2 separate regions of the Acanthopagrus latus genome follow, and region 2 is linked to region 1. A link is a contact called in public Hi-C data. All regions are on one chromosome and are shown on one strand. Each heading gives the region's core, a stretch centred on a gene start, on an enhancer-like site or on the middle of the called end of the contact. The rest is flanking DNA. Distances are from core to core; before and after follow the strand shown. Region 1 holds the start of guf1 (translation factor GUF1, mitochondrial). Region 2 holds the start of eif1ad (probable RNA-binding protein EIF1AD).

Region 1 (6,945 bases), core at 745-3,244:
CTTGTCCAACACCTGTTTGTTCTTCTCAGTCTTTGCTATGGCACCTGTTTGTCAATGGCATCCATTAGTGACACATTGTGTTTACTGTAATCTATCTATTAACAGATAATATACCTGCCAAATCTGATTTTCGGTAGTGTCCATTGTTGGTCGTTTGTGTTTGTGTGTGTGTGTGTGTGTATTAGAGAGAGAAAGACAGATGCAAGCTCTCATAGCAATGTCATTAACAACTATGTGGATATTAACAGTCACACACAGATCACAGTGTCACTTATCCAGCTGAATCAAAATAAATTATTATTATTATTGTTATTATTGTTAATATCAGTATGTTTCAGACCAATGCCTATTACACTTTATAATAACCATCATTGATACAGGGTTAATTTGAAGTTAATCAAACTTGACTTAAAGGGATATTCCGGTGTAAATTTAATCCATGGTCTAACACACCGTGAGTTAGACCCCCCCGGAGAAATCAAGTTTTCCGACCGCTAGCTTACGTAGTTTTAGCAACCTAAGAAAACTGAGGTGTATTGTTATCCAGCGGTCTTTTCTTCTTTTTTTTTTCTTTTTATTAAGCTAAGTTTGATCAACTGTTTAATTAGCATTTATTATTGATGGTTATTTAAAAGTGTTTTTTTATTATGTAATTTAATAGGTGATATGCGATGAGGAAACATACCTGTCATCTCCAACAGCCTGTCAGCCAAAGTGCTTTTCCCGTGGTCAATATGAGCAATGATGCAAAAGTTCCTGATTCTGTCTGCAGGGAACTTGGACAGGTCAATAGACTCCTTAACGCAAAAGGAAAGAAACCTGTTAATGTCTATGACAGCCACTTCAGCACTGCTGAATTGTTACAGTAACCTTCTTTAACACACAAAGTCTGTCTATTTCTATTTGGGGCAGGTACAGAGCCATACATGGCATCATCATTAGGCTGTTAACTGTTTAATGAATATTAAGTTTCTCAGCGCTTCTCAACCCTTCAGTTTACTTTCAGCCTCTTTATGTACACAGTTTCTGACACTACAGAATTCAGAGACACCTAATTTTCCAAACTAATGCTGTTAACACGTTACCTGAAGCTATGTTTTAAGTTTTGTTGTTGTTGTTGTTGTTGTTGCTGATGTTGGCTACCTTGTCTGTGTGTGTGCTCATCATCCTGACGCTGCTGGAGAACACAGGCATCCTCTTCATCCACCGGTGTCTGAACAGCGTGTAGGTCGTGTTGTAGTTTAGTATTTTCCTCCTGTACATTTTGAACTGTAAAACACGTCTTAACAGGGGTGTTTCACACCATCGTCTCACTAAAGAGAACGTCATGTTTTCCGTTAAGCTACCAAGTCAGTAAGTCACCCAACAGTATGAAGGATAAACAACGTTAGCTGGGGTTAGCTAGCTAAGCTAGCTGTGAAATACCTCCGCACTGTAATGAATTAACTCCGGGCTATCGCCACATTGGCGGACCATTGTTGTCCTGTCACGACGGTAAGAATACACGAATGTTGGAGGTAAATAGTCCTGTAATCACCCCGGTGCGTGAGCTGCTAGGGTGCTGACATTTTGGGTGACAGTTCACCGGCAAAGACTTCTGGGAAATGTCGTTGATTTCTCGAAGCGGAGATGATGAAAAGAAACAAGATAGTAATCTACAACGGCTTCGGTTTTCTTTGTTAACGGTCGGAGCAAGCGAGCAAATTATTTCGAATAAACTATTATACTTTTGCTCGTTAATGCAGCGTAAATGTGTCGCAACCCTAACAAACGTTGCTAAGATAACTGCACTGCTGTCACTCGTTTCCTCCCACTGATTATTTTAAATGACAGCCTGTGTCTCTGGTAGTGCAGCCGGCTATTTACAGCTACGGTTAGTCAATAACCTGAGTGCCTACAGTTGGAATTATTTAATGTACAGAAATTAACACTTGAAACAGCATTGTGAAGCATGTAAGGAGGATGACTATCTTCATGTAGTCTAATTATCTTTGGAAATGCCGTAGCAGTCGGAAGTCCCGCCCACTCAATCTGTCAGATGTAGGATAAAAATGGATATCAGTTGCTATGACAACAAAGCTACCTCTTGCACAAGAATAGATGACTGCTTCTCTTCTTTGTGCAACCAGAGATAATAAAGCTCTATTAGCCCCAGCTTCTGCCTGTCGTGTAATCATCTTTTCATTAATAAAGAAAAAAAAATGTATATATATTAAAAAAATGTATATATTGCACACTGGGGAGTGTATTTGAGTCACAGGGCTAAGCATCAGCTTTCTTAAAGATAATACAATCCAGTCTCACAGGTCATTCCACAGCACTACCTTTCTACTAGCCTCCTTTTCTGAAGGCATTTCCCAGAGTCCTCAGTGACTTGCATATTTATCGATGTCTGCAAAATCAGGCAGATTTTCAACTCATTACCGAAGTACTCCATTTGCTCTAAGATGACATTCGGATAATACATGTTTTATAATGCAATATGACAATATTAACGTATTACACTAGGCTAAACTGTGTGAAAATATAAAATGACATCAGATAATGAACCTGATAATAAAACTTAAAAATGTGAACATCATTAAACATCATTCTATATGAAATGTCCTATAATCCAAATCCTTTATATTGATTCCAAATACAACATCTCTTCGGCTTGGCTGCTTGGCTGCTTGGCTTAGCTGTTCCCAGGGTATCATTTTGAATATTACAGGAGTGCACTAGCCCTTCTCCTGTCACTGCAATGAAATAAATCCAATTTAGATGTCACATTTTTAAGTCACCGTCCAATTTAAAACTGTTGCTTTAAACTACCACAGATTAAATTTAATTTTCATTCAAGAAAATGAAGTGAACTGTAGAAATATATACTGATATTTATTCTGGCAGCATCCTCTTAATCAGTTTCCCCTTGCTAGCTTCAGGAGGACACAGGATTTAGGGACCATCAATAAATGCATTTGTTTAAATGATATAATACTGATGTTTTTGTAATACCTTCCTGCCAACTTGCCCTTAAATAGTAATTAATTTGTCTTTCACTTTCACTTTCACTTTGACAGGTCGAGTGTGATGGCTGTGGTAAGATGGTCAGTGGACAGCACAGAAAATAAATAAAAGGGCATAAAATGTAAACTGTATATATGGAATGACATATAAGAGAATATTATGAGAATATAATGTTTGTAAATTTTTATATAAAACAGAAGATGTGCTTTAATCTGTGAAGAGGATGTTGGTCCTACGCGTACAGTGTAGTAATTATTTGGTATTGATTTGAAGTCCCCAGGTCACACCGTATGGAAGATACTGGAAGAAACTGCCACTATTTTCTGACAAAATACTTGTGTAGAAAGGGTTTACACAGCATATTACACATTTACCACAATGTCTTTAAAGCAGTTTTTACTAATATTTGTATTTTTCTGATATTAAACACACCATGACTCCTCTTGTGTCCTTGCGTGCTCCAGTCTGACACTCTGAATACATTTGAAATTATTATGAAGATATCTAGACACGCATGTAAGCAGCCCCGCTATTTGGTCCTCCTAGACACCTCACATCCATCAGTATCGATTTCTGTCAGGCCGCAGCCTCTGAGCCGATGAGCAGGGTCAGCGGTGGATTGAGGAGATGGAGCTCAGAGACGGGCAGACCTCACACTGGGGCCTGTGCTGTGCAACGCTTGAGTGGTGGAAAGATGAGGCCAGAAAATGAAACTTCAGCGAGCTTTGCATTACAGCTCAGTGCCACAGGGCTTTTTTGTGGGCTTTACCACACACTCGTAATGATAGTCCCTGGCAGCGTAGAAACATTGCTTGACAGCATCCTCTCCTGCTGAAGAAGGGCTGAGCTGGTTCACTCACAGTCGCATGATCTGACTGGGCTGCTGTAAATTCATTGAGTTATTTATGTTTCAAGGGAGATGCCGGGGACTGAGTGGACTGAGTGGACCGGCATGGCAGATATATCTCTCGCAGCACAGCGTGTATAACCAACAAATGTTTAAAAGATGTGCTTAAACATTAAAAGAAACATATCATTATTGGAATTTTAAAAACTTTAAAAATGTTGTTTTCACTGTAAAAAAATATTAATGTGATTTTAAAGTAAATTACAAAATTCACAGTGGTAAACTGTAAGTATTTTACAGTAATGTAGATTAAAATCACGGTAATATATTGTGTTTCTACAGTAACGTAGACGCAATTCTAACATGTAAATACAGTATTTTGATGTGAAATGACATTCTGTTATTGTAATAAGCATCTGTAGTTGTTGCAAACAAACAAACACTGTGTTTTTATGTTAACCCAACCTTATTACTTCTCAGTATGTTTGCCTGCCAGCCTGTTAGCATGTTAGCATCTGTATCTTGTTAGCCCACTTTTAAGCCTGTTCGATGCATGTAGCCTTTTTAGCATGCTTTTAGGCCTGTTAGCATGGAGTTAGCTTTTTGGTATTTTAGCATGTGTACCTTGTTATAAAATCACAATATCTTATTGCTCAATTACTGTACTGCACTAAACCCTCATTACAGTATTTTCTCGCAATGTACGATTTTTACTGTCAGCTCAGAATGCTGCTTACATTCAAATTCACTGCAGCTTACTGAGATACACTATATTCCCAATAACTACCCATCATGCGTTGCAAAAGTATACTCATAGTTTACTGTCAGAATCTAGTAAAATCGAGAAAAAATCAGTCTGGCTGAGGCTCAAAAACATGTCACAAACTAGATATAAGGAATTTAAATGATATGTGTTTTATTAGAAACTGTGCACTGAATCAAGCATCCACCTCGTGAACAATCATTTTATCTGGAATGTTTAAGATTCTATCAGGATGTTGGAGGAAAATCTGGATTAAAAATAAATATATCCGACAACATAATTTATAGAAAAAATAAATAAATAAAATTCTAAATTTTAAACTTCATGCAAAGTTTGATTCAACAATCAAATTAAGTTCAAATATTGTTGTGAAGCAAAAATCATATCACTGTATGAAAAAGACAGTAGAGTACCATATATGGCTGCTGATATGGGGCTGAATAATGATTTGTCATATATATATATATATATATATATATATATATATATATATATATATATATATATATATATATATACACACACAATATGCTCATAAAGTACAATCACTTGTTGTCCCTGTTATTTTGTTGTTGATGGAACTGGATAACATGATATATGGCTTTTGAGTTTACGTGTAAACAATAGGCTGCATGAGAACATGAGATAAAAAACTTTGACAAATTCTGGATTAAAACATTAATCTGGTCCCATATCCAAACTGTATCCACTCATTTTAGGCCTATTACACAATAGATGTGCTGACAGAAGAACGTGACATGATTCACTCAGTTCTCTGTTTGCTGTCCTGCCCCTTTAATATCTGTAATTATGTCAAAGTAGGTTGTAGGATCATGAATGGCTTGACATTAGATATGAAGAGTCACCTGAAACTGTAATGGCAGACATGCTGATAAGTAGTGCCACAGTGCCCTCATCCACACCAACAAATCCACTCTGTCCTCCAGAGTTACGAGCACCACGTAACCCTAACCCAACAAATCTAATACTAGTAATAAACATGTTTTGACCATAAAGTTAAACTACACTATAGCAATTAGCACATGTGACTATTTGACATTTAATGTTGTATGAATAAACAAATAAGATTTAAAAAAAAACATTCAAAATAATTATAAAAAATGATTGTGAGTGAAGCTTATTAGTGTGCTTGTGATGCAACATGTTATTGTTCATACTTTTATTCTTCTCATCTATCATCTAATTAACCCTTCGTACCTTAACATTAGCAAGTTGGCAAGTAACCCGGCTGGTGAAGAAAATCAAACATAATAAAGGCTGAAGTCCTGGATAGTTTGATGGAGTTGGTGGAGACCAAAACAGAGCTAAGAGGAGAGAGAGTACTGGACTCAAGGTGGCAAAAACACAACTCCACTGTGATGATGATGTCGTTCCCTGTCTGTTGACTGCATTTATACAGTTGGCTAACATGTTACTAAGACATAATGATGACCAGGGCTGTCTTTAATCTCTATGTGGTTTTCTTCTGAGATCAAAAAAATGTAAATACATTCTCAAGCATGTTGGACTGCAGGTCATATTAGCTAGTGTGTCTATTGACTATCAAATCATACAATCACACATGAAGGAGGAACTTTAGGTGCAGAATAAAAGGTGCCTCATTTAGTGTCTAAATGTTATCAATGCAACTGGTGAAATTCAGTTATTAAAGGTTAAATATATGATATTTTGAACATTTATATAGCAGCAAACCACTATTTGCTATGTAAAGATAAAGAAGTAATGACATCCTGACCAGATTGCATGGGAGTCGCTGTGTGACCTCCCTATGTTGGTTTTTAACATGGCAGTCTTGTAAGAAACTGTCCCATGTAAATGCTGAATTGCTAAATTCACGGTCTCTCATCTGAGACACAGGAGCCCTAGTTTCAAAGCAGGACAAAAAAATGGCAGCCATCTCATAAACTTTCTGGTTTTAGAGCTAAACAGTGCAATGAAATACGTCTCTGAAAAATATAGTGAGAAAGAGGCTACGAAGTCACAGAATCTTATTTCATATTTGATCACAGTAATTTTACAGTTCATCTGAGTATCATGAGCAGTGTGTGCTCAGTTGCGCTTTCTTTTCTTTTTTTTAATCTTATTATGTAAACGACACACATATTTGTTTTGGTCAGAGTTGCTGGCAGTGACTGTTGTATTTAATCTTTTATTTTTAAGTATTTTGTAAATAAAAATGGAAAAAGAAAAATCCTTTTCAGTATTACAGGTAGATTGTTTAGTAAAAACTCAGCCAGTACTAAAAAAAGGACAGAATTTGTATAAACATACCATTTAAAGCTTTGTCTAATTTAATAAGGGCACT
Region 2 (6,723 bases), core at 2,121-4,620, 150 kb before region 1:
ACATTCTGTCAATGGCATAACAGTCTAAAGCGGAACATACTGTCATGTGTTGGTGGAATATCAGCACATTAACAGCAGCATACCACTACAAGGATCAGTATACCAGTCTGGGGATGAGCATACGCCGCTGAGCAGCAGTTGACATACCTTTGGCCACTTTTCGATCTTGGCGTCTCTCAAGGTGCTGAAGATCCTAGCCACACCCTAACCCCTCTAACTGTCATTACAACTGAAATCAAACATGACAGATGTGGGTTTAGTATTATTATGCAATACTGTAAATTTTTGACAGATTTATTTTGTCCTATGAAGGAGAATGAGTGGATATAAGAGTTTACATTAACCTTTCCCTGCAAATGTATGTTATTATCTGCATATACAGTTTACCCTAATGTAATGTAGGACTGGCTGCACTGAAGATCAGTTTATAAACATGCTCTAGTGATACATTTTCAGAAAGACACTGAAAAATACATCAGAAATATGTATTACAGAATTTCAAGCATTGTAAATCACTAGTTTCATAGTTGATTTCAACATTACTGATTTTTTGGAGACAAGACTTATTTTTGCTCTATTAACCTGAAGTCCATTCATTCAGCCCAGCCACTTAATGTCTTCAAAAGCCTGTCATACAAGAACTGCAGAGGGAGCTGTTGTATGAGGAGCACCAGTCAGATTTCATGATCTCCACAGCTCAGACTCACGACTGTCCACGTATTCAGCTCTGCCACTAGGAGCCATTTCCTGTCCTTTCGTCTTTGACATGATCCTGCTCCTCACTGTCCTCCTCCTCCTCACTCTCGCTGTACTGGTAGTTACAGCGGTTGGTGTTTACAAAGAGGTCACTCTCATCATCTTCAGAGTCACTGACATCCTCTTCCTCATCTTTCTCCTCCTCCCCCTCTTCCTTTTCCTGATGTTTGCTTATCTTGTCCTGCTCTGACGGCTCCTCCATGAAACCCTCTGGCCTGAGGATGGTGAGAAAAACAAAGACAATACACTCATTATACTTAACAAAATGATACTGGTTGTGTGATGTGTGTCTACAAGTGTGTGTTTAGACTCACCACTGCTGTTGTTTTTGCAGGTTCTGAATGTGATCTTTGTACAGAATGAAGCTGATCTCAGCCTTCACCTTCTCTCCTTCTTCAATGGGATCCACAATCACATAATCACCTAAGGGATCAGAAAGGAGACAGATTTTAAATGTGAACCAAAAAATAAAAGGTCATTTTTAATGCAGAAAGATTTTCATTGTCAGTACTTACAAATATCTCATAACACTAAGTGAATGATATAAGCAGCTTCTTCAGAAATCATGACAACACATCTATTCCCTTGAAAAAGCTGTAGACCGGTTTAACACAGGGTCAAAAATATTGCATGCACAGACATTGTGGTAGCACGCATGTAAGTACTACAAACTTTGGAAAATCTGTTGCTGGAGATGATATCAGTAGGCCAATGAAAACATTATATTTGATGGATGATGAAGAATATTTTAGAGCCCCTACTAATTGAAAGATTCTGTTATTGAGTGGTACGCATCACTACAGACAGTATTTCAGCATTTATCGTCTTCCAGAAATAAAGTCTGCTATTCACAAACATTATGCCTGATAAAAAATTTGAAAGGGAAATACACTTGGCAGGTTAATCCACAGAAACTTGTTGTCAGGTGTCCAGGATGTGACTATTTTGGTCACACGTGCACCCAAAAATCTGGCAAGTGCAACTAGACAGTTTCACTTGTTGCATCAGTAAACCTGAAATTCAATAGTATGTTGTTTGTTTTTCACAACTAAAATCATTGTTGTTAATGTATCATTGGGTGCACCTAAACTACTCAAAATGAGTTTGGGACATCGGGATAGTTTAGTGTTAGTGTTGATTGCTTATTCTGTGACATATCTGAATTCTTATTTTGTGTTTAGTGGGTTAGAGTTAGTTTTTGGTCCCAACAGAAAGCATGAGACACATTTCATTTGACTTTCATTGTATATCTATGCACATACATTTATGTGGCCATATCCCAGTAACCCTACCTAATTTTAAGCAGTGCAAGTTGTCAGCTAGAGCACCTAGATGAGAAAGTTAGGCACACCATTGCAACCAGGGTGAAAAATGAGTCTGGAGGCCTGGTTTTGACTACTGACGTCAGTGTTTAGATGTTTGAGCTGGCTAACTAACACTGAATGGTCTCTGTACTAATCTGTAAAACTTAATCTCAGCATCCCATCAGAAGTTACCTCTCTTGATCCAGATGTTCTTGCGGAACTTGGTGGGCATGCTCACTAGGAAAGTCTCACCCTGGGCCGTGACAGCTTCATGGAGGTTGTTACCACGGCTACCAGTGACCTACAAGTGCACAGGTACAGGATGGAGATACATTCGGGACAATGTTTCAGTGTCTTACTTACTTGTAATACGCAGGCCATGAACAGCTCACCTTTACAATCTGCTGGTTCTCTGTGGGCATGACAAAATCTCCAAGAACCTCCTTGACGACATGTTTGCGTTTAGTGGCCTGTGACATTATTAAAGGTGGGCTTCTGGTTCCTTCGCCAGCTGTAACACAAGAGTGTGGTGATGAAGTGCATAAACAGCAGAACACTAACTGAGGCCCTATATTGGAAGTTCAGCTGTTGTCAAGTGATGACACATTGAGGAGACAATTGACCAAAACGAGAGATTCGCGGAACCACAAGATGAAATGCCGCGTTAAATGCCAGACTCATTAAAATTGGGTTAACGATAGTGAGTAGTTAGCTTCAGTTAGCAACATTTATCAAACTTTTACTATCTCGTTGATGTCAGTGATCGCTGGACGAAGACAGTGGCTTCCGTCGCCTCAGCTGCATATAATTAACTAGAAACGTAAGTAATTAACTATTCCCTTACCAAAGTAACAACACTACCAAAGTTGGTCGTTTCTGTTAGCTGACTAAGCTAACATTAGCTAGCTATCTCAAACTGTGTCCCTACGCTCAGCTCAGGGAGCTACATTAGCGGGTAACATGCTAACCTTGAGAGAGAGAGAAACAAAAAATGTGTTACTGGGAAGCTTGACAGCAGCTAAAAAACACTTTCGAAAAACACACGTTGCAATGTTTTATCATTAAAGCCGAACCACATGCGTCTCTGTTTTCTGACGACACTAAACGTTGTACTTCCGAGGACGAGTGTTCCACCATTTCAAAATAAAGCTCGTCTGTTTCTCTTTATCTTCGGACTAAACGACCCTGCGATGGCCAGAACTACACTTAACATTTCAGATGAAGAAATGAGATTTAGAATTGAATTTTGTCACTTCGGCATCATTTGCTATTTCCTGCCTGACTAAAGTCATCCGTTTATTTAAAAAACAAAACAAAACAAAAAAAAAGACCCAACTACTTTTCCCCGTTTCCCCGACTCTTGTTCTTCCGTGTTAGTGCAGTAGCATTGTGGGAAATAGAGTGTCTCTCAATTTGGGCAACATTCAAGACTAAATCGCTCAATGACGCTGCTGTTCTCATATAACTCATGTTGGTATCATGGGTATAAAACATGCTTACCTTTATGGATGTCAGCGTTAACATTTCAGATGTTTTTAAAAAACAAAAAATACATTAAAAACTATCGTTAAATTCTCATTTAAACTACAACTATGTGTCCCATCACTGTAATAGCTGTGCATGTCTGCATGTAGTTTCACCTGACATTTCATATACATATCTGTCATTTCATTTATTAAATACATACTGTGGTATATGAATAAAGGTTTCATATGGCGAACAAAGTCTTAATAACATACATTAATGTAGCATTTGTTTGTTTTTTATTAATCCAGTTTAACTTTTCAGTTTAATTACATGTAAGATAAGAACACCACATCCAAAGAATAGGATTCCACACATTTTTATTCCACCTTCTTTCATTCATTTCTGACAGTTTTGACAATTTACTTGCAGTTAAGTAGTAATGTGCAGACTAATGTCAGGTAAAACCCCTGACATTAAAAAAACAAACAAAACAAAACAAAAACACTCAAATACTACATAGCATTAGCACGAGCACTGGTAAAAGGAACATCCAAGTGAGCTGACAAGACACAAGTCTGACTGCAATTAGTGCATATTCTTCATTGAACATGAGCTGTTACTGGGAAAAAGGATGAGTTAAAACCAATACTGCCTAAAACACAGCAATCATCATGACCTGCATATCTAATGGAAAGAAAAGAGCACATAAAATCTACTAATTACTATAAAATTCTGTGCAACACAAGCTTTATCAGAGCTGGTATGTTTTGAGAAAATTGAAATGATGGCGTGAGGTATGAAGATTGAACACTAGACTGGTTTAACGGAAAAGCAACATCAGTAGGACTTTATTTATGTCTTATAGTGATCATCATGCAGCCTGGCTCAAATGTGTGTGTGTGTGTGTGTGTGTGTGTGTGTGTGTGTGTGTGTGTGTGTGTGTTTGCGTGCGTGTGTGTGTGTGTGTGTGTGTGTGTGTGCGTGCGTGTGTGTGTGAACATATGTCATTTGTGGTTTAGTTGACTACAGCAGATGAGCACATCTTGTTGATCCCACAGGCATTAGACCCCCTGTAAAGGTAGTAGTAACCCTGTAAGAGAGACAGCAAGAAATGAACACATGGACTCTCACAACATCACATGAGTAGCAACAAAGTAGGAATGGAACTTTATTGAACTATTTCTTTACTTTTCACCAAACGCTTTGGTTTAATACAAAGTTGCAGTGAGTTCTGTACAGTATGGTGCAACCCATAAGTACAACACAAGGCTGTATCACTGCGTTGAAACATCTTTTTGACAGCTGATAGAGGCGGAACTTGGCTCAAATGCTATTGACACAGATTAATCTGCCAAACTGATTAATTTACAAACTTTTATGATCACTTATTATTTACAGACTGTTTAGGTCTTGCTGTGTTGAATTCAGTAGAGCACACTGACACATATTAGGGGCGATGTTACACTACAGACTGATTTGTACTTTTCATCGTGTAATACAAGATTTTCAGGTGATACCTTTCATTTTAAAATCAGTTTAGTTAGTATGTCTGTTTTAAAGAAAAATTCTGTCTTATTTTTAAAAAAACATTTAAGTCTCTCTTGAACTCAAAGAGTGTTAATATGTTGGGTTGTCTTACCTGTTCTCCATAATCCTCTCCCCAGCTGTTTTTGATAGCCCAGAATGGGATACCTTTACCTGAAAACACAGAAAAATTCATACAGTGCATTAGCTCCATCCTAATTCACAAAAATGATCATCCGTCAAAAAAGAAGAACAATTGTAATAAAACAATCAGAGGATAATAACAACACACTTACGTTCTCCGTATCCCACCATCAGCACAGCATGGTCGATCATCCAGGGGTTGCAGAAGATCTTCAAAGGGTGAGATACACCCTTCCTGTAGAACTACAGACAGAAACAGAATACATTTTGACATAGTGTTGAATCTTTATTTGTAGTTCTCATGGAGGTGAAGCATGTGATATAAGTATACTTGTATATAAGTATGTCAGATTCTAGTGATTCAGCCATTGCTGTGGTGGTCTAAACACTGTAGCAGTGATGAAATGCTTACCTGCATGGCGAAAGCATTCAGAGCAACAGAGATTGGACCATTTTCAGCCAGCCAAGCTGCAATTTCTGAGGAGATCAAAGAAAACAAAATAAATCAAATCTAGTTAGAATGTATGTATCGTAAAATGAACACCCATCTATCTACTCTATAAATCTGTCGTTGAAATAGGAAATGACAGTTTTGCGGAGTTATTAGTGTTAATTCATATATTCCCATCAGTGTCTCATCACTCTTAAGACTCTTTTACACATACTGTAGTTCCCTGTGAATTAGTGGCTAGCCAACCTAACTTCCACTCTTCACATATGCATCTACATTCAGGAACATGACAATCATTGTTAGGGAGAGTCCATTTCCCTGAAATGTTACAAGGTCAGGGGGAGGGAAACTAGCAGTACAGATTTCCCTGAATATCGATCCGTGGGTGCTCACACATGACCTCATGCAGGAATTGCTGCTGATTGTGAGAAAGGGGCTTTAGATCCAAAAACTTCTTAGTGTGTGTTTTAGTAAGAAATGTTGTCTACATATGTGTAAGCTTTCTCCTCTTCCAATTCTTTTTCATTCCCTCTCTATTCCCTCAACCCACTCACCCTTCTCATCTTTGGACAGCTCCACAGAGCTGTTGATGTAGGCAGCCACCTTCCCACTGGTGAAGTCGCACCTCTGCTTGTGCCCGCTGTAGGAGTAATCAGCCTCTGACTCAAGACCACCTTAATACACGAATAAAGATTAAAAGGGTTATGCCATTTAAATAAATGACTGTAATGTCCTGAGAAAAAAATGAGGATTGAAGCTTAAAAAGTTTCAGAATGATTGCACACATCACTCGTCCTCCGCCACATGTTTCTTACCCAGCTTCTCAATAGCTTCATAAGCATTTGACGGTAGCCCTCCCCTGCACGCCTGGTCCAGCCCATCACAGTCAACCAGCTCTGTTAGGGACAAATTGATAAACCAATCAAACCATGGCTTCTTATCTGCAAATGTAAACAATGATTTCGCTTTCTGCAGGGGAAAGGTTTTGAATTATTGTAACATCTTTTTTTTTGTTTGTTTGTGCAGCAGGCGTTACCTTGTTCCGACAGGGACAGCAACGAACCATTTTTTAGGAAC

Evidence for each region. Hi-C and Micro-C count contacts between places; a contact is called where the count stands out from the background.
Region 2: a contact with region 1 is called in a Hi-C map of muscle, with 3 times the contacts expected there. The contact joins the promoter of eif1ad here to the promoter of guf1 in region 1. A contact is called at or near these places in 3 of 4 Hi-C or Micro-C datasets (liver and muscle).

Annotation. Positions count from the first base shown.
Region 1 is chr18:12,555,979-12,562,923 of fAcaLat1.1, reverse strand. guf1 (translation factor GUF1, mitochondrial) reads right to left here and starts at 1,994. Exons shown (of 18, transcript XM_037078080.1): 1 at 1,426-1,994; 2 at 1,144-1,313; 3 at 686-797; 4 at 1-44. The coding sequence starts at 1,263. It overlaps LOC119007941 (gamma-aminobutyric acid receptor subunit alpha-2), which reads right to left. Exons shown (of 10, transcript XM_037077923.1): 10 at 6,770-6,945.
Region 2 is chr18:12,703,230-12,709,952 of fAcaLat1.1, reverse strand. eif1ad (probable RNA-binding protein EIF1AD) reads right to left here and starts at 3,370. Exons shown (of 5, transcript XM_037077948.1): 1 at 3,029-3,370; 2 at 2,453-2,571; 3 at 2,253-2,361; 4 at 1,071-1,179; 5 at 1-971. The coding sequence starts at 2,539. The coding sequence ends at 734. It overlaps ctsf (cathepsin F), which reads right to left. Exons shown (of 14, transcript XM_037078082.1): 8 at 6,683-6,723; 9 at 6,462-6,542; 10 at 6,201-6,320; 11 at 5,608-5,672; 12 at 5,348-5,438; 13 at 5,167-5,225; 14 at 3,888-4,617. The coding sequence ends at 4,543.